3 separate regions of the Zea mays genome follow, and all the other regions are linked to region 3. The links are chromatin contacts, called in public Hi-C maps. All regions are on one chromosome and are shown on one strand. Each heading gives the region's core, a stretch centred on a gene start, on an enhancer-like site or on the middle of the called end of the contact. The rest is flanking DNA. Distances are from core to core; before and after follow the strand shown. Region 1 holds the start of LOC100273417 (V-type proton ATPase subunit E3). Region 2 holds the start of LOC103636141 (mitogen-activated protein kinase 8-like). Region 3 holds the start of LOC103636139.

What was found. A called contact is a pair of places that touch in the nucleus more often than the background predicts.
Region 1: a Hi-C map of endosperm shows a contact between it and region 3, with 2.6 times the contacts expected there. The contact joins the promoter of LOC100273417 here to the promoter of LOC103636139 in region 3. A contact is called at or near these places in 2 of 25 Hi-C or Micro-C datasets (endosperm and tassel).
Region 2: a Hi-C map of ear shows a contact between it and region 3, with 2.4 times the contacts expected there. The contact joins the promoter of LOC103636141 here to the promoter of LOC103636139 in region 3. A contact is called at or near these places in 6 of 25 Hi-C or Micro-C datasets (ear, endosperm, leaf and 1 more).

What each region holds. Positions count from the first base shown.
Region 1 is chr8:152,116,189-152,120,454 of Zm-B73-REFERENCE-NAM-5.0, reverse strand. It overlaps LOC100273417 (V-type proton ATPase subunit E3), which reads right to left and starts at 2,943. Exons shown (of 6, transcript NM_001147854.1): 1 at 2,739-2,943. The coding sequence starts at 2,840.
Region 2 is chr8:152,922,888-152,926,912 of Zm-B73-REFERENCE-NAM-5.0, reverse strand. LOC103636141 (mitogen-activated protein kinase 8-like) reads right to left here and starts at 1,519. Exons shown (of 10, transcript NM_001301575.1): 1 at 1,209-1,519. The coding sequence starts at 1,256. It also overlaps the pseudogene LOC103637396.
Region 3 is chr8:152,574,030-152,577,968 of Zm-B73-REFERENCE-NAM-5.0, reverse strand. It overlaps LOC103636139, which reads left to right and starts at 1,320. Exons shown (of 10, transcript NM_001346853.1): 1 at 1,320-1,701; 2 at 3,616-3,659. The coding sequence starts at 1,512.

The DNA of each region.
Region 1 (4,266 bases), core at 1,694-4,193, 460 kb after region 3:
TAGCTATTAAGCTAGATACAGACATGATTCTGTATGCTATTCATTTATGAATATGATGTTTTTATCAATCACTAAATCAGATAAAATAAAAGGGAGGCAATAAATAAACATCCTGCATAAAAAGAGAACAGAAATACTAAAACTGTCAATTGAATCAAATGTTTAGTCAGAAGTCAAACCACATTACATCCATCAGAGGCTAGATAAAAACATGAATCTATGTGCACTATCCAAACATGAATCAAGTGTTTCGGTTGTATACTGACTTATTTTGATCAATTTCAGACACTGCCTGCACAACAATAACCGTATACATTCACATGAAACATTTTAGAGGTATATTTAAATAAAGTAGACCTGATCATGCACCACATGAAACATTTTAGAGGTATGTTTAAATAAAGTAGACATGATCGTGCACCACCTAACCTGACGAACATGATCCCACCTGCACAAAAGAAACCGACCCAACCCAACCCAATCAATATGGCGGGCAAGCGCAGACCATCATTATTAAGCCAAAGAAAATGTTAGGTCAGGCTGAGAGACCTGATTTTCAACGGGCCGACCGGACAGCCAGAATAGGAAAACTTAATTGAAAAATACCACTGGCTTACCATCCCACATGTGGCCCAGCAGTAGCCCAACAACAGAAACCCATCGTTATCACATATATGCCACCCACACCGTGCCCAACCCTATGGCCCACGTTAGCCTCTTATAAGCTTTCTGCTCCCTTGCCTCTCCACAGGCTGCCTCCGACTCCTGTCTCTTACTCTTGTAGTCGCGTTCAATCTATCCTCAAGCCACTAGCCGTGAAGCACCTCCAGCGCTAGACAAGCTTGAACTGACAAAAGATGGCAGGAGCTCTGTGTCTGCCACCAGGAGAAAATCTACATCAACTGCTCCAGATCCTGTTGTCCCTGGGCACACAGGGCCGACAAGAGGCAGAGGCACGTCACCATGGAGCACAAGACGTGCCGGATCCAGCCGTCTGCCACAGGGCGCCACTATGCCCTCGCCAAGTCTTCTTCAGTTCATTGGGCCATGCAGCAGGTGGGCTCGGGTCATAGCAAAAGTGGACCTTTTTTGGCCTGGTCCGGCCTGAGGATGTGGGCACAGAGGATGCTACTGTTCTAATGATAAACCTAAATCTCTGACACAATTTACTGGCAGTATAGTTAATAATTAACTCACATTCGACTTCCATCCAAATGCATAAACATGAATAATCAGGCAAAAGTTGGGTGTGGAAATAGCAACGAAAAGAGGTGTATATATTGTGCAAAGACTTCAATACATGACTATTTTCATGAAATCAAACATTAAGGCAGCACATGTATATCCAGGCCCCAGGGAACACACTACTATTTCCTCAACCCAAATATAGCACACAAAGTGAATGTTTTCTTGTATTGTTTAGTTTTTTATGATCTTCATTCTTCAAGACTAAACTGTGCATGCTACTTTTTTCATGCCGATCTACAATAACAAATGTACTTTTATGGAAGCATTTTTTAAAAGATAGGTCTAGCAATGTGTTTTTCACACAAGTAAATAGGTAATCTTTATAGTTTATACATATTATTAGTCAAGATTTTGAATGTTTGGCAGGTGTATTCTACCAATGGAGGTTGAACATAATGGTCCATCATATTCTACTACACTGTAGCAGAATCAGTATATTAATCATACACGCATGTGATCTCATACATTGAATTTAATTGGTACACTGTGTTCATAAGTTGGCAGCAAAGACAAAAAGGAAAATACATGAATATGCATGATTGTAGAAGCCCTCCAACAAGTAAATTTGTCGTCCAGTGTCTAGCACACTAGCAATTCATCAAGCAACCAACCAAAATTGGTATCGATCAGATCGCATCTTCCAGTACAGTTACTTCAATGTCTACACTACAACGAGAAAATAGAAGACACCTTAAAAAGTGATACATGGTTAATGGCTTAGGTAATTAGGTACCGGACATACAGAAGTTGTGATTAGTTGTTTGAACTTTTGATATCAGGGGTTACACTCTTATTTTCAGAAAGCTATTTGAACTTTTGAAGCATAACTCCTAGAACCAAGCCAGAAGACAAATTGGGCATCCAAGCATGAGACGTTCCCTTTGAAGGGAATGACATAGAATTAATCAAGAGGAGAAATGGAGTGATTCAGCTTAAGATCATTTAGCTTCTAGATGAAGGATGAGAATCACGTCTTAGGAGTTCCCAATTCAGCTTAAGCTCCAATTTTGTTTCCAGAACATTCAGGAAGCATGTGAACCATTTGTGAGCTCCGAAAACATACCTCGTCTGACTACAGTTATACAGGAGCCCTAGAATTATGCCAGTCGGTAGAGAATGGCGTGAATACCAACTCAAAAGCGTGGAGGGTTGGAGGCACAAAACCTCCGCGATCTAGAACTCTCTACAATGTTCACCACCCACCATGAGCGTAACAAGCCCAAAGCCCTAGAGCCGCTAACCCAACTCCAAACTCTCCTCGATCTGCCTCGGAACTGGGGGCCTTTGTCGCTTGGGACTACGGATCTCGTACACAATAAGCGAAGCACCAAGCGTTAAAACAATCGAGCAGCTAAAGCCGGCTCTCCCAGATGCTTCGGGATCATGGAGCGCGTCAGCCAGATCGGGCAGCTGAGAGTACAGAGACAAGCATCTAGAAGCTTCTGGAAGCTTCTAGGAGGGTGAGGAAGCGGCAGGCAGGGTAAACTGACCTCCTCGGCGGAGACGGAGATCTCGTTGGCCTTCTCGTCGGCCTCCTGGCGGATGAACCGCACCATCTGCTGGATCTGCTTGGATACATCGGCGTCATTCATCTTGACGGCGGCGGATCCGACAGGCCCTCCGGCTGCTCTGCTCGCTCCGGCACCGCCGCGCTGGGGGTATGGAAGTTGCTGAGGAGGCAATCGGGAGTCCACGGGATCGAGACTGGTCGAGGTGGAGGTCGTGGGGCTAGTCTAGGCGTCTAGCCGCGCGGGGGCAACGTGATCGGGTTGGTTGCCGCTGCCTGTCTGTATGTGATACCATTATTTCGTGAACCCGGTCCATGGTTCCGTGATCTTTATCATTGCTTCCGGTCATTGTCTGACCAGTTTTTTACATCAGAGTATCTCCAACAATATCTCAAGCTAATGTCTTAAATTAAAATATAGAGTTTTACACTGAAAAAATAACTACAACAGTGCCTCATTTCATAAAATTTGATCAAAAAACTATAAGATACATTCTCAAGTGCCTCAAATACACTATAGTGGGCTGTCATATAATCTATATTTGAGGCTTTACTGTTAGAGCGGTGTGTTTTGTTGATGCCCTAAATTATATAAATTATACTCATTTTTAAATTATAGAGTTTTTTTATAGGTCGTTGTTGTAGATGCTCTTAGGGTATCTCCAAGAAATCACCTAAACCAACCCAAAAACGTTTTAAGGAAAAAACACATTTTGAGCCCTCCAACCATTCCCTCTTCTCCCCATATTTATATTTATAGATGGCCAAATGGGTCGTGTTTAACGGACCGGCCCAAAGCACAACTCATTTAATAGTTCCAGACCGGGCCCGGCACGCCATTGCATCGGCCCGCAGTGCCAGTCCGGTCCGACACGATTATATTTTTTATTTTATAAAACATAGTATATATATTTAGATTTTATAATTGCTATTTTTACAACAAATGCACTAGATGTAAGTTTTACATGTTAGTCTCCTTCATGTAGCGTTTTCAGCCTTGTAGAGAGGTCGTGGGTTTAAAACCTCACTTGTGTATAGTTTTTTTTACTATTTTTCCTGATTTAACAACACAACATGAACAAGTTAACGGATCGGCCCAGCATAGCTACTAGGCCGGTATGCCGTGATTGGACCGTAGCTGCGACACGCGGGCCGATCGGGCATGGCCTGATTATCCGTCGGGCCGGCCCGTGCCGTGCGGAACCGGGCCGACCGTTTGTGCAACAACTATACCCATTTTTTTTGCTTCCCTCATCCATTTCCTGCCCTCCCGCAAATTTGAGCGTCACAGATCCTCCCCAATCGCCCCTACTCGCCTTCGCTTTTTACACGGCCTGCCGCGCCGCCGGCTCCTCCGCAAAGTAGTCCTCGACGTTGCCTCCTCTAGCCCCGCGGTCGTCTTGCAACCCCTGGGGTCCTGGCCGTGCAAATGAGCACGCTGACCTGGCCATGGTCGATCCACATGGGGACAAATGAGCACGCTGACCGGCCGGCGAGGCACAGGAAGAAAT
Region 2 (4,025 bases), core at 270-2,769, 350 kb before region 3:
AATCAGGAACTGGGCACTGATAGTTTATGTTACACTACACCTACCCTCCAGCGCAAACCTTCCTTTGCCTCCAGCAATGAGCAGAGCAGGGCTGGTCAAGCGTGAAAGACAAAACGAGACTAACGCAGAAGTGGAAGAATTAAACTTCAAGGGAGAGTTCTTGGGCATACTCAATCGACATGACTCCTGAGTGGGCATAGAATATATTGATAAGCTAATCCGCTAGAACAAATTAATCTTTTTTTCTTTCTTCGAAGGAAAAGATGACGAGAGAGGCCACAGAATGGATTGGGATAAACACAAAAACCACTCAGCGAATCTAATTCCTCGTTTGCGATACCTCTATGACCTGAACCAGCTTTTTCTGGCGTGCCATCACGGGTTAGCTGGGTGGGGAAAAGGCCTAACCAGTCCTTTAGGGAGCAACTTGTATTCGACACAGTTGGAAAAGTGGCAAAGGATGCCATTTCCTTTCGAGGGTAAAAAAAGAGGACGTCGCCCAACACCGGAAGAGAGTTCAGATATTATCGAGAAACCGTCCACTGGCAAATCCAACAGATAACCTCTCGGTAGTTATTCAGAAAACTTCCGATCCAGGGAAACCATGAAGCGAAAATACTCTTTTGGCACACGCACGAACCTGAACGAAAAATTTGCTATTTTAGCCTTTTTAACGTGGGCTAAATGTTATTATGTGACCCTCTGTCTATGACTTGTGGGGCCATCTGTGTCTATGATTTGTGGGCCTGAGTCTAAAATAGAGAAGTTCACAACTGAGAGTGACAAAATAGCAAATTTCCCTACCTGAACTGTGGCGACTCCACAACTGAAATCCAAGTACAGCCCTACGCGACCGTCTTTCCGCAACGAAGGCGATGAACAATTGCGGAGAAGGAGTAAATGGTTACGGTTCTCGTGCACATCCAGGACCAGGAAGGCTCCTTTTTATCTCACATACTATTCGACGATTTCAGAGCTGCCGTCGGCTTGCAAGGTCCAACCCGGCAGGCCAACCGATCTGAAAAGCCAACAACCCTGACGACCGCGCGTCCACCGGGACGCCAACCACACCCCCCCCCCCCCCCCCCCCCCCCACGAGAAAGGAACCAAACTCCCACAGACGACGACGAGACGGAAAACTCCCACGAGAAAGGAACCAAACTCCCACATGCGACGACGAGAAAGCGGAACGAGAGCCTGCCCCTCACCTTCCTCTGCCGCTGCTGGTGCTGCTGCTGCTGCTCCGGCGCCTGCATCGCTCCCTGGCTGCCGCCGCCGCGTCAGCGCTCCTCCGACCGTGAGGTTACCCGCATTTGCCCCGGCGCGCCGCCGCATGCGACGCCCACGCCCCCGCACGGACGAGAGTAGAGATCCCTGGCCCTCCCTCCCGCCCCGCCCCGCCCCGCCCCGCCCCGCCCCGCTCGCGCTGTGGCCTGTGGCCCCGCCTCGCTCGCTGCGACTGAGCAACGCGCGGCGAGGGTGGGGTGGAGAGTTGTGGGTGGTGTGGCGCCCGATTCCTGATGGTGTGGTGAATGGTGATGGTGCCGCACAGCAGCGGTGGGGACTTGGGGTTGCGTTGCGTCGCGTCGCGAGGTGGCGTTAAAACGGACGAGGCCCAGGAGGCCTGGGCCGGGACCCGAAGCCCGCTCCGTTTTCTCTGTTGACCGTCCTCCTGGCTCCTGCCGTGCAACTGTGCGAGCGACCTGGCCGTGGGAGCTGGGAGAGGACAGGAAGGCCGGCTCTAGTCGGGCGCCTAGCCGAGTGATTCTGTCCGTGACTGCTCATACGGCTCGGGCCGCTCGGCTCCCTTTCAAGCGTTTTTTCCACTTTTTTTTTGACTGATACAACTTTTTTTAAGATGGCTGTCACGAGAATTTAAATAGCGTGGAGCTTAAGTGTAGACGAAGATAAAGAGGTTTATAGAATTTAGGGCCTGTTTGAGAGAGCTTTGCTTCAAAAACTTCAGCTTTGGTTTTCCAGTTTCACTATAAAACAACTCCAGCAAATTGTTAAGGTGAGTTCCAGGAGCGTTTGGTTTGTATATGGACTCCAACTTCTATAGTACAATTGATTTGTGTGGGTTTCCTTGATTACCATTCATGATTAGTGGGTTGTCGCCAGAGGTGAGTAATTTTCGTACAGCTTCATGAGGAGATATAAAAACAGTGTTTTTGAAGCACCCTCTAAGGAGCTTCATGAATTTCATGAAACAGGCCTCTAGTTTCGATTTTTTAAAAAAACTAAAGCTCGTGGAGCTGGACCTGTTTGGGTTGAAGAAGTTAGAACAAAATTGAAATTCTTAAAGTGAAGCTCTCCTAAACATGATCTTAGTATCTAGAACTCCTAGTCTGACTCGAAGGATTATATATTCACATTGATTTGAACGGTTTTTATATAAGTGATTCTCACGCAAGCGAACTAAGAAGCCAAATGTTTGGCTAAAGCTTAAACAAAAATCCCCTTTGATCGATAGGCGATAACAGCGGCGCGGTGGCGCTTCGTGGCCAGCCTTGTGGGGACGGATGACCCCACCTGTCCGTCTGGCTCTAGCCATGATGAATCTACAAATCAGGACGAGGCGTGTTTTGAGTACGGTATCTCTACTAACTATTAAGAGCAGAATGTAGACTGCCCCCGCCACGATTCCTCTCCCGCCCGCGGATCACGCGCACGACCGAACCCCCCGCCGCGATCCCCCTCTCGCCCGCGGCGAATCCCCCGCCAACCGGCCTCCCTCCTCGTGCGCATCGCCGCCAGCAGCCGCATGCGCGCGAATCTCTCGCCACCACCACCCGCTACGCCCGCTCTCAACAACCTCCGCCTTCATCGCCCAAGAACTCCTCCTCCCGCCTCGTGGGCCGCCGCAACCCCTCCTGCCTGCAGATCCACTCCGTCGCGAACCTCCCCATGCCTCCACCGCCCCTTCCGTACCTCCTCCTCCTCCTCCTCGGGACACACGGCCAAGCACCAAGCGAACCAACGCGCGCCGGCTTGAACTCGAAGCAAGCAAGCGACTGGGCTGGGCATTTTCTTCAGGTGTTTGGAAAGGCCCTAATGGCGGGGACGCGCTGGGGGCTGTGGCTGGGGCTGGTGACGGCGGTGTGGGTGCAGTGCATCTCCGGCAACAACTACACCTTCTCCAACTACTCGCACGCGCTGAAGACGCTCATGGGCCTCACGCAGCTGCAGCTCAACGGCCTCTCCGTCGCCAAGGACGTCGGCAAGGCGTTCGGCCTCCTCGCGCGGCTGGCGTCCGACCGCGTCCCCACCTGGATCCTCCTCGCCGTCGGCTCCCTCGAGCTGCGTTCACTGGTATGTGCTTGTTTGTTTTGATGGATACTGGTTGGAGTCCTATCTGCTGCACATGCCAACCAGTATCATTCATATATGTTGTTTTATTTATGAGCAGGCACTTGGATAATTCACTGCAAACTTAGTGCACAACTATTTTAGTTTGAGCTCTTCAAATCCAATTGCATTAATACGGTGATTGCATTCATATGACCAAGAAAAACTGGGAAAAAAGAACACGTCTAGCAAGGATTTGCATCTGTATATCCATCCACAGTGTAGCCATAGAAGATTGCTAAATAATTAAGCAAAGATAAGTGTAGCATTGAAGAACCAAAGTCAGATTTAAGAAAATGGGAATTCAAGTCTTTTGCCGTTTGAACAGAAATAAAATAACTCAAATGAAAGCAGTACCTCCAATATATCCTCTACTTCAGTCCAAAGAGATCCCTAGATGCAAGCTCGTATAACAGACAAATGTGTGAATGTGTCTGGCGAACACCTCTGATTAATCATGCGCTGGTACACTTTAAGAGCAACTTTTGGATTGCTAGCAACCTCACAAGCACCTATCACATGATTGTAATATACCACTGATAATTTCAGTCCTCTTTTTTCCATCAACCACAGCAGCTGCAAACCATGTTCCCATTGACCAAGCTTTTCACAGGACATCAAAGCAGTGGTGTAGAGATGATCATTTAAGAGTGCCGGATGCTTGCCTTTGATTCCAT
Region 3 (3,939 bases), core at 71-2,570:
ACATAAATCCACATAAGCAACTATTTCTCGTGAGAAAAAATGTTAGCAAATGAGCATAAAGGATTGAAGAATCTAACCAAATTCGGAAACACCAGGTGAAACTTACTACTCCTGGCTCCTGCTCTTGCCGATCTACGCTCGCTGCCCAGTGCCCACCTTAAAAGTGTGTGCCCGAACGAAACGACGGAAAAGAATCCCACTGACACCCAAAACCCAAAATCGAAAGGACCAATATACACAACTCGTACGCGCCTATGCCAATGCGACAACGCCCATCCTTCCTGGACAAGGTGTCCCAAGGCCTTCACATTATCATATTAGGACTGATTTGGTGACAAAAGAATTAAGATGAATTAGAGTAGATTGAGAGGGAAAATAAACTAATTCCCTCATTAATCCCTCTTAATTTCCTAATCATCAAACCAACTCTTATGGCTTATTTGGTTAGAGGTACATTGAAAGAGATTAAGGTACCGTTTGATTTATGAAATATATAATTCACGCTAAGTACCAAGGCCGATATCACTTTCTAGTGTGATATCCGATTACGGTTAGATATAAACAAATATGATTTAATGTTATCAATTACCGATCACGTTATAAATATATGAACCGAACGGTAACTAATTTTTTTTCTAGTAAAAAATGAATAGAAGAAGATTTAATCCCTCTCAATCACATTCAATACCATCCGATTTAGATGTAACTGAATAAGACCTTAATGATCTTAGAGAGGATTTAAGTTTCTATCTAACCCTAAAGATAAATAGATAACCCAAGACATGACGCGTAGGGTCAGCATATAGTTGTCAGCATATAGTTGTCCCACATACTTAGGCTGTTTGATTTGCTCACAGTCGGACTCGCCTGGTCTAGGTAGCGCTTCGGGGCATTCGATTTCGAGCGCCTGGGACGCATTTGTTGCAAGGGCATGAACAAAAAAAGCCTCGGGGGAGTCGGGTGGAACTTTCACGTCCTTGTCCGCGCACCACTTCGTGGAGGGAATCCTCAGCATGTTACACCTACGTGACGCAGACGTACCCACTGAAGCACGGTGACCACGTATGGGCCCGAGTAAAGTGAGCCCATAATGTCAGCTTGAGGCGTCGACGTGTGATCTCAAGGAATCAACGAGCAATCGACAAGTGTACACAGGGACACAGGGTGGGATAGAGAGGAAGGGAGTGGGGATTGCGCGGACAAAACTGAGAAATTATTTTTTAACCCATTTCTTCTCTGCCGCAGCTCACAGACGTATATAAATGTAGGCGAGGGCGAGGCAGGGAGGGTTTTGGAATTTGGCCGCCGTTTGCGTTGCGTGGGTAGGGGAAGAAGCAGGCGGCCAGGCGCAGAGCCGCAAAAGCAGACGCGGAAGCAGCCCAGGCCCGAGCCGAAGCGGGGAGGCGACGCCGCTGCACTACCACTCACCCGGTCAGCGATTTGCCGCCTTGCGGGAGCCAGTTTTGGCGTCGGCGTCGGCGTGGAGTTCCCGGAGAGGGGTTCTGGCGAGGATGAGCGGCAGCGGCAGCGGCAGCGGCGGAGGGGGAGCCAGGGGGCAGTCGGGGCCCGTGCCGGCGTCCGCGAGGAAGCTCGTGCAGGGGCTCAAGGAGATCGTGAACCGTCCCGACGCGGAGATCTACGCGGCGCTGCGGGAGTGCGGCATGGACCCCGACGAGGCGGTCAGTCGGCTCCTCTGCCAAGGTTCCATCTCGTGTCACTCTCCTTTTCCTCACAGTTTCATGTGCAGGCTCGGTCGTTAGTGCAGGGTGTTTGCGTGTCTGACTGGATTGGATGAGTGCGCGTTGGGGAGTTGTCTATGGCGTCGGGTTATCAGGAACCATGCTTCCTTTTGTCCTTCTATTTGGGGATTTGCGGCGATTAACTACTGCTCTGCTAGTATTTGGGGGCGACTGTGCTGCACGCTAGTGGTAGCCTGGCAGGACTGGCTAGAATCAACGTTCTGGATTCGATTGATTTTGCGAAGATCCGGTTTAGGCCTTTGGTTTGGAACTTTTTGGAATTGCCTGCAGTGTTAAATTCAGTACTTTTTTCAGCGCTTATTAGCTGCGCTTCTCAGTTCATTCGCGACTCACAGTAGAAAATAAAACTTGGCCCTTTACCATTTTGGTGGGTTAAGCTTCTGGGACTGTAAGGAGGAACATATGGCTGTCTTTATTCATGAACTCGAATGAACTGGATAAGTTTCTTCTCGTTATTGCCATCACGCTATGATCTCTTTTGTGTTCACTGTGTTTTATGGTTTAAACTGTTTAGAGCTGCAGTAACTATGGGTCTGTTAGATGTTTGCATAAGGAAATAGGACATGTTCATTTTTTCTCACGTGTTTAGGCATTATATAATGATTGGATTGGCTGAAGGATGATAAAACATGTCAACATTTGGGAGATGCAAAAGAAAATAACTCAACTGGTGAGAAGGCAGGGAAAGGTGAAGCCATTGAGTGAATGCAACAGAGGCTCTCTAAGATCTCTGGTTGTTTGGGTCTTAAGTTTTGGCAAACATCAGCAACAAAGCCTTTCTGGTCCCAACAAAGGCTAAAATAAGAAGATAAAACCAGAATGACATGTCCAAACTTAGCTTGTATTCAGATACAAACTTACAAATGATATTAGTCCTCTATCTTACGTTTGAACTTTACAGTCTGATTTCTTTCATCTCAGACAGAATTTGGATGAACTTGCACATGTCTTGTAGACTCTGTTTACATTTGGAGTGAGCGTCAACATTTGTCTTCTCATGTTAACTGTGTGCTGCAACATGCCAATAATATTATATATATTCCTTTGTCAGACAGACCCCATTATGATTTATATATTATTATTATGCATGGACCTGGATTGATTTATAGGTCTGGTTTCTTGTTTTTGTGTTTGGTACTGAAAGAACGAATTGGTAATTATGGTCTCAGTTACCATGTTGAGTTATATTCTTTTGTGATTCATGAAGTTAATGATCTGTATTAGCATCTGCTGCACTTTTGTTGTCAGAACCACATTGAGATGGTTAGCTCGAATATTATCTCAATGAATGTTTGTGTAATTGCATGAATCTTTGTTATATTGGTCACTGACCGCCGAACACCTTATTTTCACGCAAGACTAAGGGTTTCATGAACCTTGGGGATGTCTTGCGGTAGCTATTTATTTTTGTCCCAAATGGCTCTATTTTAGTTCTTGTTGTCCCGTTTAACCTGGTGTAAGTCTGATAAGTAGTGACTGTGGTGGCATCACTGTGCTTGGTTGGGTTAGGTTCTCTATTACACAATTTTAAACACTGGCCCCCTCTGATCTCTACCGTTCCCAACTTTATGAGGGAAGTTAGAGAATGGATTCCAACAAATGTTTGAATTACATTGGCATATTTCTAAAATTATCCAGCACAATTTGTATAGATGAATATTTGCTATGCTGGTGTTGCAGTTGAAAAGACTTGCTTCTCTTGCTCACTTTAATATACAACAATTTTGTTTTTTCTTGAGAAAATATACACGGGTTTTGTGTACAACAGCAACATAGAATCAAAAGTGGTTTGTTGATTTTCATTGTTCCAGCTATTCACTTGTATATAGCTCACATACTGTTGATCTTTCTCCAGATACTTTTCAAGAGGTAAAGAGCAAGCGTGATAAGAAAAAGGAGGTCAGTTGAGTATGATTTTTGTTTCAATCTGCCAATGCTCTTGGTAATTTCAGTTTGCCTGATAGCCAACTTTTTTTTGTAACTTAGTTTGGCCTGATAACTCTACTCAACTGTTCTCATAAAAAAATGTTGCAGCTTATCTTCAGTTACTCATGTTATTTTTTTGTTGGATATATAAAACCAATAATGATTGTTTAATATACCGTGTTTTTAATATCAAGGCTGGTGATTAACTCTGCTAATATTGCGTTTTGTATCTCTTGGTTAGCTTTATTGTGTC